5 separate regions of the Mus musculus genome follow, and all the other regions are linked to region 5. The links are chromatin contacts, called in public Hi-C and HiChIP or PLAC-seq maps. All regions are on one chromosome and are shown on one strand. Each heading gives the region's core, a stretch centred on a gene start, on an enhancer-like site or on the middle of the called end of the contact. The rest is flanking DNA. Distances are from core to core; before and after follow the strand shown.

Evidence for each region. HiChIP or PLAC-seq counts read pairs in DNA pulled down with a chosen protein or histone mark. Hi-C and Micro-C count contacts between places; a contact is called where the count stands out from the background.
Region 1: a contact with region 5 is called in a RAD21 HiChIP or PLAC-seq map of pro-B cells, with 9 times the contacts expected there. The contact joins two enhancer-like sites. A contact is called at or near these places in 1 of 15 datasets of contacts at CTCF or cohesin (pro-B cells), 1 of 484 Hi-C or Micro-C datasets (bone marrow-derived macrophages) and 2 of 115 datasets of contacts at active chromatin or transcription factors (embryonic stem cells and large pre-B cells).
Region 2: a RAD21 HiChIP or PLAC-seq map of pro-B cells shows a contact between it and region 5, with 12 times the contacts expected there. The contact joins two enhancer-like sites. A contact is called at or near these places in 1 of 15 datasets of contacts at CTCF or cohesin (pro-B cells), 1 of 484 Hi-C or Micro-C datasets (bone marrow-derived macrophages) and 3 of 115 datasets of contacts at active chromatin or transcription factors (embryonic stem cells and large pre-B cells).
Region 3: a Hi-C map of CD8 T cells shows a contact between it and region 5, with 2.2 times the contacts expected there. The contact joins two enhancer-like sites. A contact is called at or near these places in 2 of 15 datasets of contacts at CTCF or cohesin (large pre-B cells and pro-B cells), 10 of 484 Hi-C or Micro-C datasets (B cells, the C10 cell line, CD4 T cells and 4 more), 5 of 115 datasets of contacts at active chromatin or transcription factors (CD8 T cells, DN3 thymocytes, embryonic stem cells and 1 more) and 1 of 9 other capture datasets (embryonic stem cells).
Region 4: a contact with region 5 is called in a RAD21 HiChIP or PLAC-seq map of pro-B cells, with 11 times the contacts expected there. The contact joins two enhancer-like sites. A contact is called at or near these places in 2 of 15 datasets of contacts at CTCF or cohesin (large pre-B cells and pro-B cells), 5 of 484 Hi-C or Micro-C datasets (CD4 T cells, cerebellar granule neurons, group 2 innate lymphoid cells and 2 more), 3 of 115 datasets of contacts at active chromatin or transcription factors (embryonic stem cells and large pre-B cells) and 1 of 9 other capture datasets (macrophages).

What each region holds. Positions count from the first base shown.
Region 1 is chr15:10,345,950-10,350,249 of GRCm38.p6, forward strand. It overlaps Gm41269 (a long non-coding RNA gene), which reads right to left. Exons shown (of 2, transcript XR_875036.1): 2 at 3,777-4,199. It also overlaps a transcript of Prlr not described here. Among named protein-coding and RNA genes, the nearest start is that of Gm41269, 9.7 kb to the right of the region's middle. Within about 2 kb of position 1,327, at least 16 of the 459 cell types and tissues checked have an H3K27ac peak or open chromatin away from gene starts, as enhancers often do. A contact at or near this core is called in pro-B cells, where this site is marked.
Region 2 is chr15:10,122,254-10,126,316 of GRCm38.p6, forward strand. No RefSeq gene overlaps it. Among named protein-coding and RNA genes, the nearest start is that of Prlr, 53 kb to the right of the region's middle. Within about 2 kb of position 1,603, at least 10 of the 459 cell types and tissues checked have an H3K27ac peak or open chromatin away from gene starts, as enhancers often do. A contact at or near this core is called in pro-B cells, where this site is marked.
Region 3 is chr15:10,072,074-10,076,410 of GRCm38.p6, forward strand. No RefSeq gene overlaps it. Among named protein-coding and RNA genes, the nearest start is that of Prlr, 100 kb to the right of the region's middle. Within about 2 kb of position 3,073, at least 55 of the 459 cell types and tissues checked have an H3K27ac peak or open chromatin away from gene starts, as enhancers often do. A contact at or near this core is called in CD8 T cells and pro-B cells, where this site is marked.
Region 4 is chr15:10,234,061-10,238,059 of GRCm38.p6, forward strand. All of the region lies in intron 1 of Prlr (prolactin receptor), which reads left to right. Among named protein-coding and RNA genes, the nearest start is that of Gm41268, 33 kb to the left of the region's middle. Within about 2 kb of position 2,096, at least 34 of the 459 cell types and tissues checked have an H3K27ac peak or open chromatin away from gene starts, as enhancers often do. A contact at or near this core is called in pro-B cells, where this site is marked.
Region 5 is chr15:9,453,773-9,457,944 of GRCm38.p6, forward strand. It overlaps Capsl (calcyphosine-like), which reads left to right. Exons shown (of 5, transcript NM_029341.1): 2 at 3,925-4,061. The coding sequence starts at 3,925. Among named protein-coding and RNA genes, the nearest start is that of Capsl, 20 kb to the left of the region's middle. Within about 2 kb of position 1,674, at least 86 of the 459 cell types and tissues checked have an H3K27ac peak or open chromatin away from gene starts, as enhancers often do. A contact at or near this core is called in CD8 T cells and pro-B cells, where this site is marked.

The DNA.
Region 1 (4,300 bases), core at 77-2,576, 890 kb after region 5:
GAATTTTTCCCTCTTTCAAGGAGCCCTGCTGACTTATTTTTGATATCACTTGTTATTTTTGCATTGTAATTTCTATGTCTGGGTGTGGCTTATGGGCGGAGCCAGCTGCAGTTACTCTCATATATCCAGTTTCCCAGACACAAGACTGAGGTGAACCACAAGCCATTGGCCAGTTATTCCTAGTTTCTACCACTTAATTGTCTGCCTTTGAGGAGAGTAAGCCCCACGGGTGAGAAAACCAGCACCGACAGAGCACTACCGTATCCTGTCCTTAGGTCTCTGACTTCCAGCTAACTACATTCCCATAGACAATCACTTATCCCCCTTTGTGGAGCCCTGGTAGTTAGCATCATTGATTGGTGGACCTCAATGAGAAACAGTGACCCTGTGACTCCTACTGACTTCCCACTGAAAGGAGCTCCCCCGCATGGTTCTGACTCGGTCTCTCTCCTATAATTAGACTGGCTCTCCAAGCAAATACAAGGTGGATCCACGCCTGGCCCTTCCTGGACGATTCCAAAAACTGGACAATGAAGGGGAACTTGACTACTGAAGCAGCAGACTCAAATATGAGCCTCTCAAAATGGGTTCCACCACCATCGTGGCCAAATGCTGAGAACAAGACAGAATTTTCCCAGTGCCAATAATCTAGTCTCAAGGATGCCTGCCTGGTTAGACTTTAAATTTTGCTCAGTGACAAATGAGATCAGTGTTAATTGTGGTTTTGGAGCAGCTCATGTTTGCTTTCTTTTAGCTCAGCCTCAGCCTTCTGCCACCTTGTTCCCCCAATTTCACATGGTGATAGCTCTGTCTCCATGTGTCTCTCTCTGTCTCTGTGTGTCTCTCTGTCTCTGTGTGTCACTCTCTGTTCCTCTGCATGCTTCTGTTCCTCTGTGTCTTTATGTCCTCTCTCTCTCTCTCTCTCTCTCTCTCTCTACCTGTCTCTCTCTCTTTCTCTCTCTCTCATACATACATACACACACACACACACACAAACACACAAAGAGGAGTTTATTTTTCAGTTTACAAGGCTCTGTCTGTTCACAACTGTAACTGCAGTGTGGGTTTTCTGAAGCTTTAGCTTTCCCTATTCTTAGCCAGACCCTGCTCTCCAGAGGGTCTCAGAAGCCACTGAAGTGTTTCACCCATGGAAGCACTCTTTCTCTCTATTTGTTCTGCTCTAGAAATTTTCTGTAAACATTCTCTCTGGTGGCTGCTGAGACATCAGTTCCTTCCTGATAGCAGCCATCTCAATAAGTAACTGACTGGTAACTTCTCTTCTGCCACCCCGCTCTGTGTACCAAAGCCACAAGTGATCGCTGGCAGTTACTAGCGGAAGATTGTCTCCCTCCCACTCGCTTCACGCTTCTCTGGGCTTGAGTGTGCCTTCACTCATCTCTCTACTTAAGAAACCACATTTTATAATCATCAGAATAACACCCCACCCTGTCCCTTTAAATAAAAAGAAGTCACAATCACTCACTTCCGCACAAATTATTCAAAATGTACTATTTAGCTTCCCACTCTGGAAAACTCCTCATACCCAGTGCTTCACAAAAGCTCAAATCTTAACAACTGCCCAAAAAATCCCAGTCATGATGATTGTAGCTTCTAGTGTCTCAAAGGTAAAACCAGTGGTGCGGATGAGCTGAAGAGCATAAGCCAGACTTTGTGGGAGTCAAAACCTAATGCTTCCACAATCCAATAACAACATTGCCAACGCTGTGCTGAGAAAGGCTTTGTGTCCACTGCCCTCGTTGATGTATCATCCTGAAGCACTTGGTCAACCACATCACATAGATGCTCCCTACAGCCCTGGAAACACAATGGGCCTGGGATCCCAGCAAGAGATCACAATTTATATTGAATTTATAGCAATTCGTCTTTACCTTGTACCATTGCTTCCTGGAGGCATTCTCGGGTAAAAAGTCATTTCTTGGGTATTATTGAAAGATCAGTCAGAGACAATTGCGTTTTTTTGTTAGGAGCAAGTTGGACATAAGAAATGAAGCCCAAGGGAAAGTGTGGAGGCTGAGCTGAGAAGCTAGGGAAAGATAGACAAGACAGCTCTCACAGATGGTAGCCTGCCTCTTCAGCTTGGTAAGTGACTCTGACACAGTCTCTCATGATAAAATACCCTTCAAGGCTGGAAAGATTTCATGGATTAAGAATGTTTGCTATTCTTCCAGAGGACCAGAGTTCAGTTCCCAGCACCCATGTAGGGCAATTTACAATTGCCTATAATTCCAGCTTCAAGGAATCCAACACCCTCTTCTGACCTCCATGGGCATCTGCACACATTACACACATACACATAAATAAAAATGTCAACATTTTAACAAGAAAACTGAAGATACCCTCCAAAACAGTAAGATGTCTTTACTGTGAGGCTGTAGGATGATATAACTAACAAACAAGAACTTGAAGAAGGCTCAGGAAGGGATCAATAATGTCTTGTTCAAACCAATGCTGAGAAAACATTTGGAGAAGAGAGAGCATTCTAAGCCTGCAAATTATAGGTGAGATGACATAAAATAGAAAGGACACAAGAAGCCTCTGTCTTCCATATTGATCCTCTTAGACCTCTTTAAATAAAGATTTTCTTACTGACCACAGTGTCATTCCCTGTGTACATATTCCTCACTGAATACTCAACAAGAGCACAAGAACAGGGGAAACTTACCACAGCACTTCCTGCAAGACTGTGGATTGTGAAACCATCCACCCCACCTTTTCATCCTCTCTAATTTTCATTGTGTTTGTCAGTGTATCTCCTATTGGTACTGCTATAAAACACACACACACACACACACACACACACACACACATTGAAATCTGTTTTTGAATGGCAGAAACCTGGAAGGCATGGTCTCTTAGGCAGCTGGTTTAATCATTATATGATGGTTCTGGATTGGAATAAAATAAAGACAAATATTTCACATCTCATACATGTACATAAATCAAAAATGCTCCTGAGCTGAAAGTGTAGGTAAGTCATATATCTTTTGTCTAGTCTGCTCCAATGCCCTGGAATTGACTCTGAGCACAACAAATAACAACAAAAATGTTGTTGCTATTATGTGAAAATACACTCATTCCAAACATTATACATGCCCACAAAAAGATCTATAAATATATTGATCATTGTCTGTAGAGCTTAGAGTTAGATGGCAATGGGACTGATGAATAAAAATGTATGAAATTAAGGATATTAAAAAAATAAATCACACCAACTCCATAACTGTCAACTCCTTGATCCATTCGAGCAACTGAAAGGATCTAAGCATATCCAGGGCTTTCTGCAGCTTTTCAGCACCCTCCTCTTCTCAATGAATGTCTCTTACCCTGTTGTTCATGTATTTTCTCTACCACTCCATTTTTTCATTTGTTGTAATTCTGGGATTGAACTCAGGTCCACAAATATGCTAGACAAGCACTCTACCACCTAGCTACACCCCCAACCCCTTTTATTTTTATTAAGAAACAAGGCCTCGTGAAGTTACATAATCTAGCCTTAATTCACTGTACATCCTAGAGTGGCCTTAAATGTGTGCTCTTCCAAACTTAGCTTCCCAGGTTGTAGGATTACAGGTACGAACATTACTTCCAGCTAAATTAATTTCACCATTTTTTATGCTGATTGTCCTCCTATCTTTCTTATTAGCATCCTTAATTTCTCAGTCCTTGACCCCTTCAACTACATCCTCGTCCTCCTTCCATAATTTATTACTTTTCTCAGTATTGTGACAGAAAGAATAACTGACATGGCGGAAGGGTTTGTTTTGATGTATGGTTTATGGGAGCACAGTTCTTCATGGTGGGGAAGGCATGCATAGAAGATGGGCTAGCTTGGCCTGTAGCAGTAAAAGTAGGAAACAATTGGTAATTCGGTGCTACAAACCAGGAAATAAAAGAGCTTGGATGAGAAGGAGAATCACTCTTGGTCATAAGTCAACAAGATAGGCACCGTGGATGAAGATTCCATAATCTCCCAAAACAGTGTCGTCTACTAGGGACCAAGCATTCAAATACATGAGTCTGTTAGAGATGTGCTTCATATTGAAATCATAGCATCTTCGGCTCCTAGCTGTTTCACAGAGCAAAAATCAGTCAGGTCAAATTCAGAACTCCCCAGTTATTGCACCATTTAAAAGCTAGCAATCTCTTCCGTGATTCAGACAATCTCTTCACCACATGCCCTGTTGATTAAAAAAAAAAAAAAAGGTTAGACTTTTAATATGCAGTGGTATATATTAAGCATTTCTGTTCCAAAAGGGAAGGGTGGAGACGGCAGAAACCC
Region 2 (4,063 bases), core at 353-2,852, 670 kb after region 5:
TCCTACTACCATTACTCTACTAAATGAACATAGTATTGCAAGGACTTCTGCTGAGTTAGCATTGTACCTACAGATTAGTACTGTTGGTGATTAATGCAGTGGCCAACCACAAGTGGTCAAGGTTCAGAGAATAATGTATGTGTCATGATAAGCACTAGAAAGGATATCTATGTCACATCACTGTCTCCCAAGGCTCAGAGATCTTTGTGGAAGAGAAGACAGAAAAAAATTTAAGAACAAAAGATGATCACAAGGAAACAGCATTTTCTAGGCACAGAAGGGCATTTATACATGTGAACGCACAGAAGCAGACACCTCATGCACAAGGACTGTGCAAACTCAAGACATAAAAAAAAATCACAACATGGAGAGTTGGGCATGACATCATACCCCAAGCTAAGGAAATATTGGCAACTGATAACTTTAGAGAAAGAAACAGTTGGTTTTCTTTCAGGTGTGGCCCCTGGGAAATCAACCATGTTCCAGTGAAAGATCACACATGCAAGAATACGTGGACAGCATCAGCTGTACTTAATGGGCTTAAAATTTAAAAGAGGGCATAGAGCTGGGTGGGTAAGAAAGGGGTTGTTATGAGAGGAATATAAAGAGGGGTAAGTACAAGCAAACGTCACTGTATGAATTTCTTTAGAAACTAAGAAAGACGAAGAAATGACAGACAGCATTAGGTGATTAAGGTGTATGTTTAAGCATTATATTACAGAGAGAGAGAGACAGAGAGAGACAGAGAGAGAGAGAGAGACAGAGAGAGACAGAGAGAGAGAGAGATGGAGCAACAGAGAGACAGAAACAGAGATTTTGTTGTTTGACATAGATCGCATAAATTAATATAATACACTCTGATTATTCCTACACTCATTAGTCTCTCTTTCTCCTATTATCAGCCTTACCCTCCTCATCGATAATTGTTTTAAAACATGAATTGCAAGAAAAACAGAATTTTCTTTACTTTTTTGTTACATATATATTAGTGACCTGTCCCAATGTATCCTTGAGAACTGACGACTAAGGGTCTTTTATACATGAGTCCATGTATGGCCTAATAACTGAAATGTTCCAGTGAACTGTAATAATGCTAAATTCTAGTTGCCATAAACCTGGGGAGCAGAAACAGTTCACATCAATTAGTTTTAAACTATAACTTATTCATTACTCAATCTCCAAGTCCACTTTTAGGGACCAGGACCACAATACATTCAGTTCCCTCAATGAGTTCATGTTTTCCTATTGACATAATTTCCATATTACTCTTATTCCTGTGGACTTTCAAACTCTGGACTAATGGAAAATGAATCTCATAACTATATACCTAAATGTGTGTCTTTATGTGTACTCACACAAACATACACATTCACACACACACACATTCACGCTCTCAAAATCTTTCTCTTGAGAAAGTTGTTTGTCTTAGGGTTTTGGAGGCAACCCTTGTAAAGGAAAACACTTCATTGGGGCTGGCCTATAGTTCAGAGATGTAAACCATTATTATCATTGTAGAAAGCATGGTAGCATGCAGGCAGACATGGTGCTGGAGAGTTAGATCTACATCTGGATCAGCAGGCATCAGTAGACAGGAAGGGGAAGTGAGCCACTGGGCCTGGCTTTAGCTTCTGAAACTTCAAAACCCAGCCACAGTTATATCCTTCCTCCAACAAGACTATACTTTCTCTAACCAGGCCACACCTCCTAATAGCACCATTCCCTATGAGCCTATGGAGGTCATTTTCATTCAAGCCACCACATTCTACTCCCTGGTCCCCACACCTTGTAGCCATATCAAAATGCATAATGCACTTAGTCTAACTTCAAAAGTCCCTATAGGCTATCACAATATCAGCACTGTTTAAAAGCCCAAAGTTTAAAGTCTCTTCATAGACTCATGCAATCTCTTAACTGTAATTCCCTGTAAAATCAAAATGAAAAGGCAGATCGCATACTTCCAATATATAATGGCCAGTGATATACATTACCATTCCTAAAGAGAGGGAAGGGAACATAATGGGTCAATATAGAACAAAGCAAGACCGAAAGCCAGCTGGGCAAACTGCAAACTCTGTATCGTTATGTTTAATGTGGAAGCTTCAGATCTCCAACTACTTTGCTTTATTGACTGTAACACACTTCCTTCTTCTAGACTGCTTCCAATCCCTATTAGCAGTTTTACTCTGGCATCTCCAACATCTTGGGATCTCCATGGTAAATCCAGACTTTACCTTTACAGCCTCATGCAATGGCCTCTCTGGGCCACCATGCAGGGACAAACCTGCCAAAGCCTAGTCTTAGGGTCTTTCCTTAGTCACAGAGGGAGACTCCATGACTCCCTTCTTGTATCTCTTATATCCTTGACAATAAACCAAGAACCCATGTAACCAAGGCTGCCACGTTCTGATGCTTTGGGGGCTAGAACTTGGTCCTCACATTCAAACACATTCTCACCAGCTTTCTATTTTTCATGGTTTCCTTCACAGCTAAAGCTCGTCTGTCCTAGAACTTGATCTGTAGACTAGGCTGCTTTTGATCTGCCTGCTTCTGCTTCCCAAATGCTGTGATTAAATGTGTGTGCCACCACTGCCATACCTAAATTTTTTTAAATTCCTTTCACAAGTTGGAAGCTTACCTTGGTGAGGTCTTGTCCAAAGGTCATCATGCCTTTTATTCCACTTAGCATCCGATAGTCCTTTAGTCTGTTTAGCTCCTTGAATACAGGACTTAGCTCCTTTATAGTCCCTGGTGCCCCTTTCTCCTCAAACCCTATGTTTGCATTTTATTTTGCTCAGCTAGCTCTTTTCACTATAGAGCTGCATAAGTGTGGCCACTAATAACCAAGCAATACAGTCAGTTGTAGTCTGTCTGGGAGTCTCTTCTGCCTAAGCTGTTAATCCCTAACTCTTCATTTTAGCTTCAGGTATAATTTTTTTGGAAAAGACCAGAAAGCAGCCACACTCTTCTCCAAAATATCACAAGATGACCACATAGCAATGTTATTCTCCTCCGAAACCTCTTGAGCTGAGCCCCGTAATTGGACTCACTCTCAGCACAACTGCCTTCCATGCGCCTAGTAGTATGGCCCTTTAAGTCCTACTTAAGTGTTCAACCACTTTTTAGTCCAAAATACCGAAGTGTTCTATACTCTTCCAAACAAAAGCATGGCTTATGTCTATCATAATATCCCTCATACTAACTTCTGAATTGGTTGGAGTTTTATTGCTGTGGATAGATTCATGACCATGGCAAGTCTTCTAAAGGAAAAGGTTTAATTGGGGCTGGCTCACAATTCAGAGTTTCAGTCCTTTCTTGTCATGGTGGAAAGCATGGCAGCACACAGGCAGACGTGGTACTGGAAAGGTAGTTGAGTGTTCTGCATTCAGATCCACAGGCAACAGGAAGAGAGAGAGTTACTGGGCCTCACTTGAGCTTCTGATACCTCAAGCCCACCCCCAGTGACACTTCCTTTAACAAGCACACCCATTCCAACAAAGCCACACCTCCTAATAGTGCCACTCCCCAAGGCCCTATTGGGGCCTTTTTCATTCAAATTACCACACCGTGGATTGTGACTTTAGGACAAAAATCAGTAATTTAAATATCATTTCTGTGATACAAAGATGTAATAACTGACATAGTCAAAAATAGTTGTTTCTTTCTGGCTTCAGAGTTGAATAAGAATTATTAGTTTTTCCATTTCTGATGCCAACAGACATATTATCCACACAGTGAAATGTCAAATCCCAAGAGGTCTGCTGAATTTCACACAGTTCCCTATTTGGATAGGAAAAGTGATTACAGAGGCTTGAGGGCCAAGCTACTAGGCAAGACCAAGCTTGTTGGATTCCTGTCATAGGTCTTTGATGATCAGAAGCAAATTCACAGGACTTCAGTCAAAGAGCAATCATCCAAAGAAGACATTTTCCCATCTCAACATATACAACACAAAAATAGGATACTGTCCTGAGACAAGATCTCACCTTGGCACCCAGGGGTGTGTCTTTTCTTTTCTAGACAGAATGTGACAGAGAGCTTGGGAGACGTTTCGAGAACCCCATTG
Region 3 (4,337 bases), core at 1,823-4,322, 620 kb after region 5:
CGCAGGAAAGAACAGTGAGGTATGAACTATCTGTTTGTCTTCCTGAAGTCGCTCAGACATAGGTGCGTGTAGCCTATTCAGCCCTGTTCTCCCACACCGGTCCCCAAAAGAAAGAAGGGCTAGAGAGATGGTATCTGTCTAGAGGACCCACATGCAAACACTTCTACTGGAACACCTGACAGAAAGCCACTGTCAGAAAATGATCTAACAAGCTAGATGTTCTTAGTTGCTGGTGAAAAGATGCCACAGATGTCATCTGAGACAGTTGAGTTGGATGACTTAGGGTTTTTCTTTTGAGAGTGCTTCCTTGTCTTTTATTTACTTGAAGTTTGCACATCATTAGACTCTGCACTGGGGCCATGGCATGGCTGAGTGTTAGGGGTGAGCTGGAAGGTTCCCACTAAGGATTGGCATCTCATCCCTATTTATTGTCTGTTTATTGTCTTAATCTTGTCACACACAGCCTTGTAACTGTCTCCTGTCATGGTATCAACCAAGTAAGAAAGCCGTATGAAGCACTTTCACGTCTCACTAGTCTCTTCTACCTACTATGGAACTGAGAGATTGGAGTGCAAATAGCCAGAGCCCTATGATAAGTAAGCATCCAGTCTTGGCCCTCCATCCAGATGCTGTCACACCCAGCTAAGTGTCACATCAAAGCTGTTCTCTTCTCTATTTTGTGTAGGTAGCAAAGGGAACACTATTTAGGAAAGGACATGTTTTTATAAAAATTCACATGCCAACTTGCCCAGATTATATGTTTAAAAGTCAAATCAAAGTTTTCCTCTGCAAACTCTCATTTGACAACAGTCGTTCCTTGAAAACTTTTAGAATTTCTGTGGGCTAGGTGCTCTTGTATCTGCTAGGAGCAACTGGAGATCAGTCATGAGGTAAGACAATATCCATGCCTCTGCCCTCAAAGAGTCTTCAGTAAGTGAAAGGAAACAACTGCCTTAGTGATATCAGTATTGCACCATGACTTCTTTTATAAAGGAAACTGGGTACCACTGAGCAGGTATGGATGACTCGTGCATCATAACCAACGAAGGTGGTATTTATGAAGCACTTGCTGTAGGCCCTTACTGTGAAGTTGGTTTTTAAGTAGCATCTTACTAGATTTTTCACTCAAACCTATGCAATTACACATGAGAAAATGAGACACTTAGAGTTAGTTCCTATTGTCCAACTCACAAAGACAGGCAGGGAACAAATTGGACCAGGAATGAGGTTCAAGTTTGCATACCTAGAATTTCACCTCAGTCCACTAGAACCTTCCCAAAAGAAAGACTGAAATATTTCTTGTTAATAAAGTGCACAGGCTTGTTCATTAAGGCAGAAAGGAATATGCTAGTGACGAGCCTGAAATGAATTTTATTACACTCACTAAGCAATTCATAAAGCTAAAATAAGTTCCATAAACTTCAAATGTGTCCAGGGCCCAGGACTACCATGAATGGTCCACTTGACTGAAGACTTGAATCTAGAAATGTGGCTACCTTATGATGCAGGGTTTTGATCTTCCTAAAATCAATCACAAATGGAAATCACCGAAGGTATCATTATGACCATGGAGGAGCAAGAAGATGTGTTTATACTTTCGAAGTACCTAAGTGTCAACTCTGTTAAAATGTCCCTTTCCAAGCTGACTTAGCACCAAGCTTGTAAGGGCACACAGGTGACACATTCCTCATTTCCTTCAAGTCCTTCTTGAGTTTCATTTTGCACAATCATTTTATTTTTCAACTTCCATCTGGGCCCATTGGGGGTGGGGCCTTATTCCCATTAGCTTTAGTGTTCTCATAACAAACACAAGCATTTATTCTTCCATCTTGTGCCCTAAATATTTTTTCTGTGCACTAGTTAGAAACCTAAAATATTAGTAGCATTTAAGAATAAAGGTGGCAAACACGTTTGAGTAATAAATAGTAAAAATGTGTTTTGTTTTGTAGTTTCCAAGAGACAATTACATTGCTTTTGAAAATGAATGTAACAAGATTTGTAAACCGTGCCATTTCTATTTTGGCCTTCAACTGAAACTCCCTCTGTGGTCGTCAGTGTACACAAAGTCCTATCGAAAACAGCCCCAAGCAATATACAGAGAACATTTATTCCATTTCCAATGACAGATATTGGTAAAAACAGAGCTAGTAAAAAACAAAAATAACATAAGCTACAATGTACTTTTAACAAAATGTACTCAAGTGGGTCTTTTACCATTTTGTCCTCTATCTTTAAAACATGTATCCTCAATTTGAAATTTCTTTCATTGGTGACGCTCTCACCTACGTAGTAATGGCACTTAATGTTCATAAACACTTAAGATCTTTGTCATCCTATAAGTTGCTAGGACTAATGACAAACCAGTCTCCCAATTATGACAAATATTTGATGCTCTCTGCAAGTATTTTGTATCTAAAGATGTTTTTAAATTAATAAATACTATTCACTTTATTTTCTTTTATCAAATATATGCTGAGTATCTTTTACATCTTCCCAAGCAATTGTATCATTGTGTTTTTCTCCAAAATTTTTATTTTTATATATTTTAAAAATAAGTATATATAATCTCTGAGCATTTCAAAAGATGGTTCAAATTGATTTTTTTTCTACTAGCAGAAGTGGTCAATAAAACATATAGATTTTTCAAAACAACTTCTATAAAGCATAGTTTTGTGAACCTATAATGTGAATTTTTAAAATAATACCTTAAGGTACCAGCTTTCTCTTTCTCAACCAGGGGGCAAAAGACTTCTCAGAAAAACAGCTTTTTCTTTTCTGTCAAGAGAAGGTAAACACAGGGGAAATATTCCAAGGGAAATAAAAAACTGAGGAAGTTTACTAAAAGACCATAATATAAAGATTAAACTTGTTAGAACAAGAGAGGGATTTTTTTTAATGGTAAAATAATTGGGGGGAAATAATCGCCCTTGAGACATCCTTGTCATGCTCTCAGGCTTCAGACAACATGCTCAGGTGTTTCTAGATTTTCGTTCAATCGTAACATGATTGACGCCAGAATAGAGAAGAAACTGAAACCCAAAACAGGATGTGAGAACTGGAGGGAAAGACCACGGAGGAGAAGCGAAAAGGTGGTAGGCAGACCAGAGTGAGGCATGGCAGTGACACTGGGGATGGAGAGCGACTGAAAATGATAAAGACGAGGGAACAGAGGGATCTGAGAAGCAGCTGGAAAACAGATTGGCTTGTAGGTGTCCTTTAGTGTCCTTTGGTCGTTCAACAAAGTCATTTTCTGTCTTCTTTTATTGGACAGACTATACTCTCTCTAGCATAAGAGAATTTTCAACCCATATATAAATGCTTATTCCCACCTCTTATTCCAACTAAATCCTCAGACATCCATTTCTTATCCTCAAAGAGTTAGACATTGATTCGTAAATATACTTCATTTGGGGGAACAAGAAGGGGAAACAAGTAGAAGACTCGAAATTGAAAGTTGAGGTTTTGTCTCAATTTTAAAATCTGAGTTACTTTGGGTTTGTGGCACCCCTCTCTGATCTTTCATTGATTCATATTAAAGTGGAACAGTCTTTGCTCTGTGGTCCATTTCAGCTCTGATATGATGTAACCTGCTACACCGGGTGCAGGGTGTTTTTAATACATGAAAGCTACTGCTATTGATTAATTCATAATAAAATTCCAGGTTTCAAATCCATATCAGCATTGCATGAACTGCGAAGGTGCGAACTCAGGCCTGTGACGTGAAGATTATCCACCCTAGACAGATGGTTGGCATGTTTCCAAACAAGGACATACAGGCCTGCTGGGGTCACCTCAGTGACTACATCAACACGGCAGAGGACAGATCTGCACTGAAATAAGATATGAGCAGAACAGCATCGTCTCTCTCAGCCACAACAGAGCCATCTGTCTTAAATTAACCTAAAGCCTGTTAGCTGAAGCCTAGTTACGCATTGCAAGCTGCTTGGAGAAAACAATTTAAAAAGTCCTTCGGTGGTAGCATCCTGTCACTAAAGAAAGCTTTAATAAGCAGGGTATTCCAGGCAGGTAAAGCTTCCCTTCTTTTGAGCCACATTCACCAAAAGGAAAGATGTTCCAATCTCCCAGCACCCTGCTGAGAACTTTGATGAGGCAGCTGTCAGGGGAGACAGCACTGCTCTGTGATAACACCTATTGTCCACTGTTAGCTCTACAGTTGGGAGTAAGACAAAACTGCAAATGTGTATTGTGCAGCATACATAGCAGCTGGGAGATACACAGAAAATCTCCAAGGCGTAGATTTTAAATAAAACCCAAACAACCTAAATACTCTCTCTTTTCCTTTCATTCTCTGGGTTTTCCTCTTCATAGGAATGGGT
Region 4 (3,999 bases), core at 846-3,345, 780 kb after region 5:
AAGGAAAAAAAGCAATGTTTAAAAGTGGGCCAATGTTGGAAGTCAACTGTGAGAAGTTAAGAGCAGATTCACAAATAAGCACTGGAATTGGGCCTTGATTTGGGGGAATATTAAGAATATAACTAGAAGACGTTGTAAGAAAAGTTTGGATGAGTCAGAAAATAGGGAGACCGGCTAGAGAGATGTCTCAGTGTTTAAGAGCACTGATTGTTCTTCCAAAGGTCCTGAGTTCAAGGTCCCAGCAACCACATGGTGCCTCACGACCATCTGTAATGAGAACCAATGCCCTCTTCTGGTGTTTCTGAAAAGAGTGACAGTGTACTTGCATAAAATAAATAAATAAATAAATCTATTTAAGAAAATAGGGGGACAATTGTGTGTTAGCAAAATACAGTAGAGACTAGACTAAGGTTCATTAAAACACAGGCCAATAAAGATGAGGCCACATGTATGTGTTCAGGACACATATACTGTAATACGTAAAATACATTAAAAAGTTCAGACTTCTTCAGGCTCGTGAAAAACACACTGTGAATGCTTTAACCCTCATTGTCTGATCGTAACCCATTCCTAGTCATCTCCCTTTCCTTTCCAGCTAGTTTGCATCTTACGTCCGCGTGTGTACATGTGCAGCTTCTATATAGGCCGCCACAGCTGATTCCTGTTTGTCCTTTTCCCAATTTTTTATTTGGTATTTTCTTCATTTACATTTCAAATACTATCCCGAAAGTCCCCTGTACCCTTCCCTCCCCCTCCTCTACCCATCTACTCCCACTTCTTGGCCCTGGTGTTCACCTGTACTGGGGCATATAAAGTTTGCAAGACCAAGGGGCCTCTCTTCCCAATGATGGCCAACTAGGCCATCTTCTGCTGCATATGCAGCTAGTACTTGGATGGAAGGCCACAACTGACTCTTAAAGACTGTATGTAACACCAAATATTAGAGCAATTGTCTTCACTTAGTAGCATTTCTGAGGGTTTAAGTCCCTTTCATTTGGATTCTCAGTTTCCATGTGCAATGAATTTTTTTACAGGTGAGCAAGAAAAGTATGGAAGGAAGCCTAAGAAAGGCCGCAATGAGACTTTAAAAAATGATGCCAATTTTAGAACGCATCTTCTCTTTCAGACTTGGAAAATTAACTTTTATTACTGCCCTATGCAAACTAAATTTAAAATAAGCTTTGGATTATACCCCGTGCGTATGAGCGGACGTTATGACATTGATTGACAACGTCAGATCTACCCTCAACCCTCTGAGAGTATGATTCACACATACCTGGGATCAGAAAAGAAGTGTTTTCCAGACTAGGCAAGTCACTAGAGCTCTGGTGGTACTCAGGGTAGATTTCTTCCCCATAATTCCTAGCTAAAGATGAAAGATACAGACAAATGACCCATCCTAGGAGAATTTACAAGGGTAGTGGTAAGCAGGTAGGTTTCAGAACAGCTCATGAAACAATTCTGCAGCAGGAGTCAAGGAGTCCCAAAGAAGTGGCCTATATGGGACAGCAAGGAGAGACTCAAAAAAAAAAAAAAAGGAGGAAAAAAAAACCCTATGTGGGGCTCAGCAGTGAAGAGCACTGAGTGCTCTTTCAGAGATCCTGAGTTCAATTCCCAGCAACCACATGGTGGCTCACAACCATCTGTAATGAGATCTGATGCCCTCTTCTGGTGTGTCTGAAGACAGCTACAGTATACTCATATACATAAATCTTTTAAAAAAAAAGTCCTATGTAAAAGGCATAATGGTAGATGTTGCAAGAAAGCAGTGTGTGTATTGGTATCTGGCAGGAGGCTCAGGAATGTTCACATCACAGTCGTTAGGAAAGGAAAGCAAGGGACCCCTTATTGTAGGATATATGGACAATTTAATCATGGGGTTTTTTTCCCCCAATAATAAAATTTTCAGCAGGAAAAAAAAATAACAGTAAACAGTAAGCTACGTGTAACATAAGGATGAAAGATTTCAAAACCCGTCTTTTACAAAATGCACAGCAACAGCTTCTTTTGTGACAGCATCATCAGTCCCCGTGGTTTGCAGCCGGATGTAACAAGCCCTTTTGAAGAGCTAAGAGGGCAGAAAGTTTCTGTTGCCAAATATATAAGAGAAGCAGGAAGCACTTAGCCTCGGACCAGGAAGGGCATCCTTGCAGGAGACCCTGCAGGTCTGTGCAGTTCATTGCCCAATGCTTCCCTTAAATAAAGAGCCACAGACTTCAGGAGTGTGTTCCCCCCTGAGTGATTCTGCAAGAGTTGTTTGCCCTCCAGCACTGGGCTGTGCTGAAAGAGTTTAGTTTCCCAGGGAACAAGATCTGGGTCTAAGGCAAGGCAAGCAGCATCCTATGCCCAAACCAGTAACTCCGTTTTCTCAGCCTGCCAATCACATTGGAGCTTCCAGACCATCAGTAGCTGGGGGGGGGGGGGGGGGGGGGGGAAGGCCTCAAGTCTCCAGTCCCCATCATGATAGTGAGACCCAGAGGAAAGGGAACACCTGTTGCCACCATTTTGAAGGGACAGTGGTGACCCATAAAGAGGGTGCTCTAAAGGAGACAGGACAATTCAAGGACTTGGATAAAATATCAAACTGACAGTGGTGAGCAACTGTCAGGTTCTAGGACCAGTTTAATCCTGACTGGGCAGAGGATAGGGGCCATCCACACAACCCCTGGAGGGAGCGTTCTATAGAACCGGCTGCCTTGGTCAGCTTAGGGCAACCAGCATTAAGGCAGCAGGAGGAGGGATATAACCCAGGCTCACCTCTCCCAACCCCTACACAGGGTTCCTTCCTGCCAAGGCTCTCTACACCTTTAGTTTACAGTGGAAATCAGAAGGCAGTAGGACTCAGGTGCAGACCATATAATTCAGAACAGGAAACAGGAAATGTGGAAGAAGGAGGGGCTAAGGGAGAGCACAAACATTGGCCAGCTGCAGCCCGGCCCCAATTGGGACTGCAGACTTGGGTAGATGGATGGTTGCCACATCCTGCTCTGAGCCTTTTGAGTGACTCTGAGATAGAGCGCCTCTGTGGAGTTCCACAGAGCAGGCACACAGGCTGAAATCATGAGGTTTGTATTTTACCTCCTTGCCGGTTTGCAAGTCTTGAAAGCTCACTCCTCTAAGCTGATGGCAGCCCTCATGCAAAGCAATCTGATTGCTGTGTCTGGGGTTCAATACACACACACACACACACACACACACACACACACACACTCAGGTGCACGTGCATACACACAAAGACAGAACAGTTTGCTTGCAACATTGTCATAGCTTAGTGAACAGTATAGCATTGTTCTGGCTCAAGAAGCCCTGGTTCTTCAAAGCTCCTACTTAGATGAAATTATTTGCATCACAAACAAAAATTGTTTTGCATTTTTTAGATAATGAAGGATCGTTTAAATATATAAATTAAGGGCTATTTAGAAAAAATAGGTGTCTTTGTGAGACTGGCTTAATTCACTTACCATGATCATATTCAGTTATGGTCATTTTAAATACAAATCATGTGTGTTCCAATGACGTGAGATTACAGTGAACTATCTAGGGAAACTAACAGGAGTGGAGTAGGGACAGGAGAGGAAGAGAAACGATGGGTGATGGGCACATATGCTCAAAACCATAATGTACTGGGGCTGGAGAGATAGCTCAGCGGTTAAGAGCACTGACTGCTCTTCCAGAGGTTCTGAGTTCAATTCCCAGCAAACACATGGTGGCCCACAACCATCTGTAATGGGATCGGATGCCCGCTTCTGGTGTGTCTGAAGACAGTGACAGTGTACTCACATACATAAAATAAATGCATCTTTTTTTAAAAAATCATTATATACTTGCATGGAAATGACCCTATGTAACCGAGTTTCATTTAGTTGTTTTTCAATTGTTAGAGAAAGACTAAATTTTCTCTAAGATAGCCATATGAAGACAGTTGATCACTCTATGTCCCAGAAGCCCATCTGGAACTTAGCATTTTGAGCAAACCATAAATTTGATGAAATACCTCCT
Region 5 (4,172 bases), core at 424-2,923:
AACCTTTAAGAAGAAAGGAAGAAAGGAAGGAAGAAAGGAAGGAAGGAAGGAAGGAAGGAAGGAAGGAAGGAAGGAAGATTAATGCAGAATAGACTTGATAAACTTGTGTGTGAAGTTTGGAGAAGGAAGACTAATAAGAATCATGAACTTTAAATAAAAGAAAAAAATCTGAGGTTATAGGAAAGGACACATGTTTGCTTTCTTGAGCAGGAAAATAGTAAAGATAAAAGGAAGACACATTTGTCTCTGTCTCTTTTATCTATCTATCTATCTATCTATCTATCTATCTATCTATCTATCTATCTATCTATCTATTATCCATTCATCTATTCATTTGTCCATCTATCTTTCTGTATGTTTAAAAAATTCCTTATGACACATATCATTCTTTTCTCTTTTCACGTGATAGTCAAAATAAATTTATCTTTATTGTAAAAAAAAAAAAAAAAGAAAGAAAGAAAAGAAAACAAGAAAAAGACATGCTCTCAGAAGCAGATCCCTGCAATTGCAACTTTCCACATCTCATCCGACAAGAACGCTGGAAATCCTGGCTGAGAACTCTGTCAGGGGCAGCAGCCAACTGTACAAAAGAGCGATGGAGTGAGCAAGCCAGCTTGGCCCCAGTGCACCAGTCTCCTTTGTGGCTGGCTACTCCACTCAGCCTCTGTTCCAGATCTCCCAGTCACTGCCTTCTGCTGCTCTGTGGATATCCCCTTCACTTGCCATTGTGTGTGTAGCTGGGCGAGGGTAGGGAGAGGTAGAGGCAATCAACAGCTTTGTAACCCTAGTCTTCCCTTCCCCTCAAACTCCCAGTTCAGTCACTTGCCATTTTAAATGAATTCATCACTGTCCAAAGGGTCCAGCTGTCATATTGGATGCACCAGGCTCCACTTGGTCGCACACCTTATCTTCTGTACCTTCTCTTCAATTCACCCACAGGGTTCTCTACATCACTGTTCTTTCCTTTTTGTAAGCACTGTAGTCCACCTTCATCCCTTAGTCTCATCCTAAGCTCCTTTGAATTGGAAGTCAGTTACCTGGCTGGTTTTATACTTTCCCCATCTCTCCTTCCAACACTTCCTTTCAGTCTCCACCAGCCTTCCATGGTTTGGTTCAGCAGTTCAGACCACTTGCTGCCCTTCCAGAAGACCCTAGGTCAGATCTCAACACTCATGTCAGGCAGCTCAAACCTACCCACAACCAGATTCAGAGCGTCCAGCTCTCTCCTGTCCTCCTTGTGTACCCTTACACATGTGACATACATGTCCATGGACACATACAAAGGGAATGAAAATAAAGATTGGTCCACTTATGTTATTTACTCTTCTGCTTTGTCCAAAGCATGTGGTACAGCAATCGTCTAAAATATATGGTGCTCTGCCTTGTCAGAGTCTCATAGCTCTAGCCTTGATAACTTTTACCTTCTATTATGAGTAAAATGTAGGCATTGTGACACCTCAGAAAGTCCGTGTGCTGGGCTGTGATATCTGCGTCCTTGGATAGCTCGGTCATGGAACTAGAGGGGGATTCCAGGCCATCTGTGTCCTCCGTTGCCCCACACCTAGCAAACTGGTTAGAGGTAATGAATCTCTCAGACATCCATAGAAGACATGGACAGAACTGTGCCTCTGATGAGAGAACTGTACATATGCTGAGCCAACACATGGTGGTGCTGTGGTCACATGCGTCAGAAAGGACTCCTTTGTAGGCCAAGTCCAACCTGACATATGTTGTGCTCAAAGGGTCTTTTGGATTCAGAAACACTTTAGTGTGGGGTGTGATGTCAGTGACATCATGATATTGTATCCAGAGGCTGCATGTGCCATTGAAACCTCAGATCTCTTGAGTGTGTATTTCTTTATCAGAAATAGGACTCTATCCTGCCTTTCTTTCAAACCCCAGGTCCTGAAAACTTTTTTTGTCCTGTTCTGCTTTAATATTAGGCCTCAGAATTCAAATTAAGAGCGTGGTTCTTTCAGGTACCCCTCTTTCCTCCTGGCCTGAGATGGTACATTGAAAAGAGGACATAACGTAGTAAATATTGGTTGTTTGTCGATGAGTTGAGGGACCAAATTATGGAGAAGGATGGTTAATATGGGCATTTCAAACACCATGCTTGGCTATAATTTCCCCCCTGAATTTATCAAGTCATATTCAGAGATATCAGCTTACATCATCCCTGGTAGAATTGGCCTCAGAAGGCAGAAGTAGGCAGAGTCCCAATTCCCAGTATCTGCTCTTCCCAAACTCTGTTTTTATTTTGCATAAGAAAGTGCCAGAAAAATTCACTTACATGCTGATACACATGGTGGAAGAGAAAGAGTTCTGCTAAGACTCAAAAGTCCAATGTCTGCTGTTTGAGGCCACTTGCAGGAAAGTTATTTTACCAATCTATACTTTGGTTCCTGTTCCTAATGTGCACCCACCTTTCATGCATCAATAGCACTTTTGAGTAGGATCTCTGAGATAAAAATTAAAGTTAAAGGAAGTCTACAGGTGGGATCTCCATATTGACTATAGTATGGCTTGACAAAAGAGCAAAGGGTCCTGGAGCTAGCATGCTCCTGCTGTGGTATGTGATGCCTGCTGTGTCCCTCATCAGATGCTGAGCAGATCCTGGTGCTGTGTGTTCTCTGGTCCATATTGTCATAAGCAGTGAATAGTGGAGACTTTGGGGGGTAAGCTCATATTCACCATGAATAGGTTTAAAGGACTCCTTTGTAGGCCAAGTCCAACCTGACATATGTTGTGCTCAAAGGGTCTTTTGGATTCAGAAACACTTTAGTGTGGGGTGTGATGTCAGTGACATCATGATATTGTCAGAAATCAGGTCTCTAGGATTTTGGTCTTGGGCTTTTTCCACTGAAGTAAGAGCTGTGCGAACTAAGTCTGGACTGCCCAGGTTACCTTCTTCTATATCTGAATATTTATTACACAAACAAAAACAAATGGAGAAAGGTGTGAGTGTGTGTGTGTGTGTGTGTGTGTGTGTGTGTGTGTGTGAGAGAGAGAGAGAGAGAGAGAGAGAGAGAGAGAGAGATGGAGACAGAGACAGAGACAGAGAGGGGGAGAGAATTGGTTTATCAATTTTCTTATAAACCTTGTTAGGTATTGAGGCTATTAACCTCCTAAAGGGAATATATGAGTTACTGCTAAGCATCAGTAGCATTCATATTGAGAAACACAATGAAAACAAAAGCAACAGAGGTTAGCATTTAATCCAAGTTGGAGAATTTTAAATGTTGAGTCAAAGGCATATGGAGCATTATAAATAAAAATAATATAGAGCACACACAATTTGTTCAAACAAGTGAATGCTGAGAAATTTACTATTAAATAATGGTTCAGGCGGGCAGTGGTGGCGCACACCTTTAATCCCAGCACTTGGGAGGCAGAGGCAGACGGATTTCTGAGTTCGAGGCCAGCCTGTTCTACAAAGTGAGTTCCAGGACAGCCAGGGCTACACAGAGAAACCCTGTCTCAAAAAAAAAAAAAAAAAGTTTCAGGATAAATGGCTTCTGGCACTTCCATGTGTACCCACCTTCTGATTTGTTTCAACTTAGCATCCTTAGCAGCTTCTGAACTCTTTCTTATGTCCCTTTACCTGACACCTTTCCCTTCTCTATAAGGACCTGTTTGTATGGTGGGAAGGAAGGCTTTGGAAGAATCAAAGCATATTGGGAAATGGCTGTGTGCTTACTTATTGTCCACAGTGAAGGAAGTGGGTGTCTTTGTAACTTGATAAATTGCAAATATACCAGGAGCACAATTGGGATAGTCAAAAATGCCAAATTCTGGGAAGGTTGAGACTGGACCCTGGAGGGGAGTGAACAGAAAGCTGTAAGTTTCCTTTTGTCAACTGCCCAGCCAGAGGTAGGCAGTAGGGTGTAAACTCCATTAACATGCTGTGGATTCTCCCACCAGATGGCAGGGACAGCGCGCCATGACCGGGAGATGGCAATCCAATCCAAGAAAAAGCTCTCCACAGCTACTGATCCTATTGAAAGACTTCGGTTGCAGTGCCTGGCCAGAGGTTCTGCAGGCATCAAAGGACTTGGCAGGTAAGATGGTGTCTTGTTATTTATTTCTATTGCAATAACAAAACATGACCAAGGCAACTTATGCAAGAAAACATTTAGTTTGGGACTCATGGTTCTAGAGGCTTAGAGTCA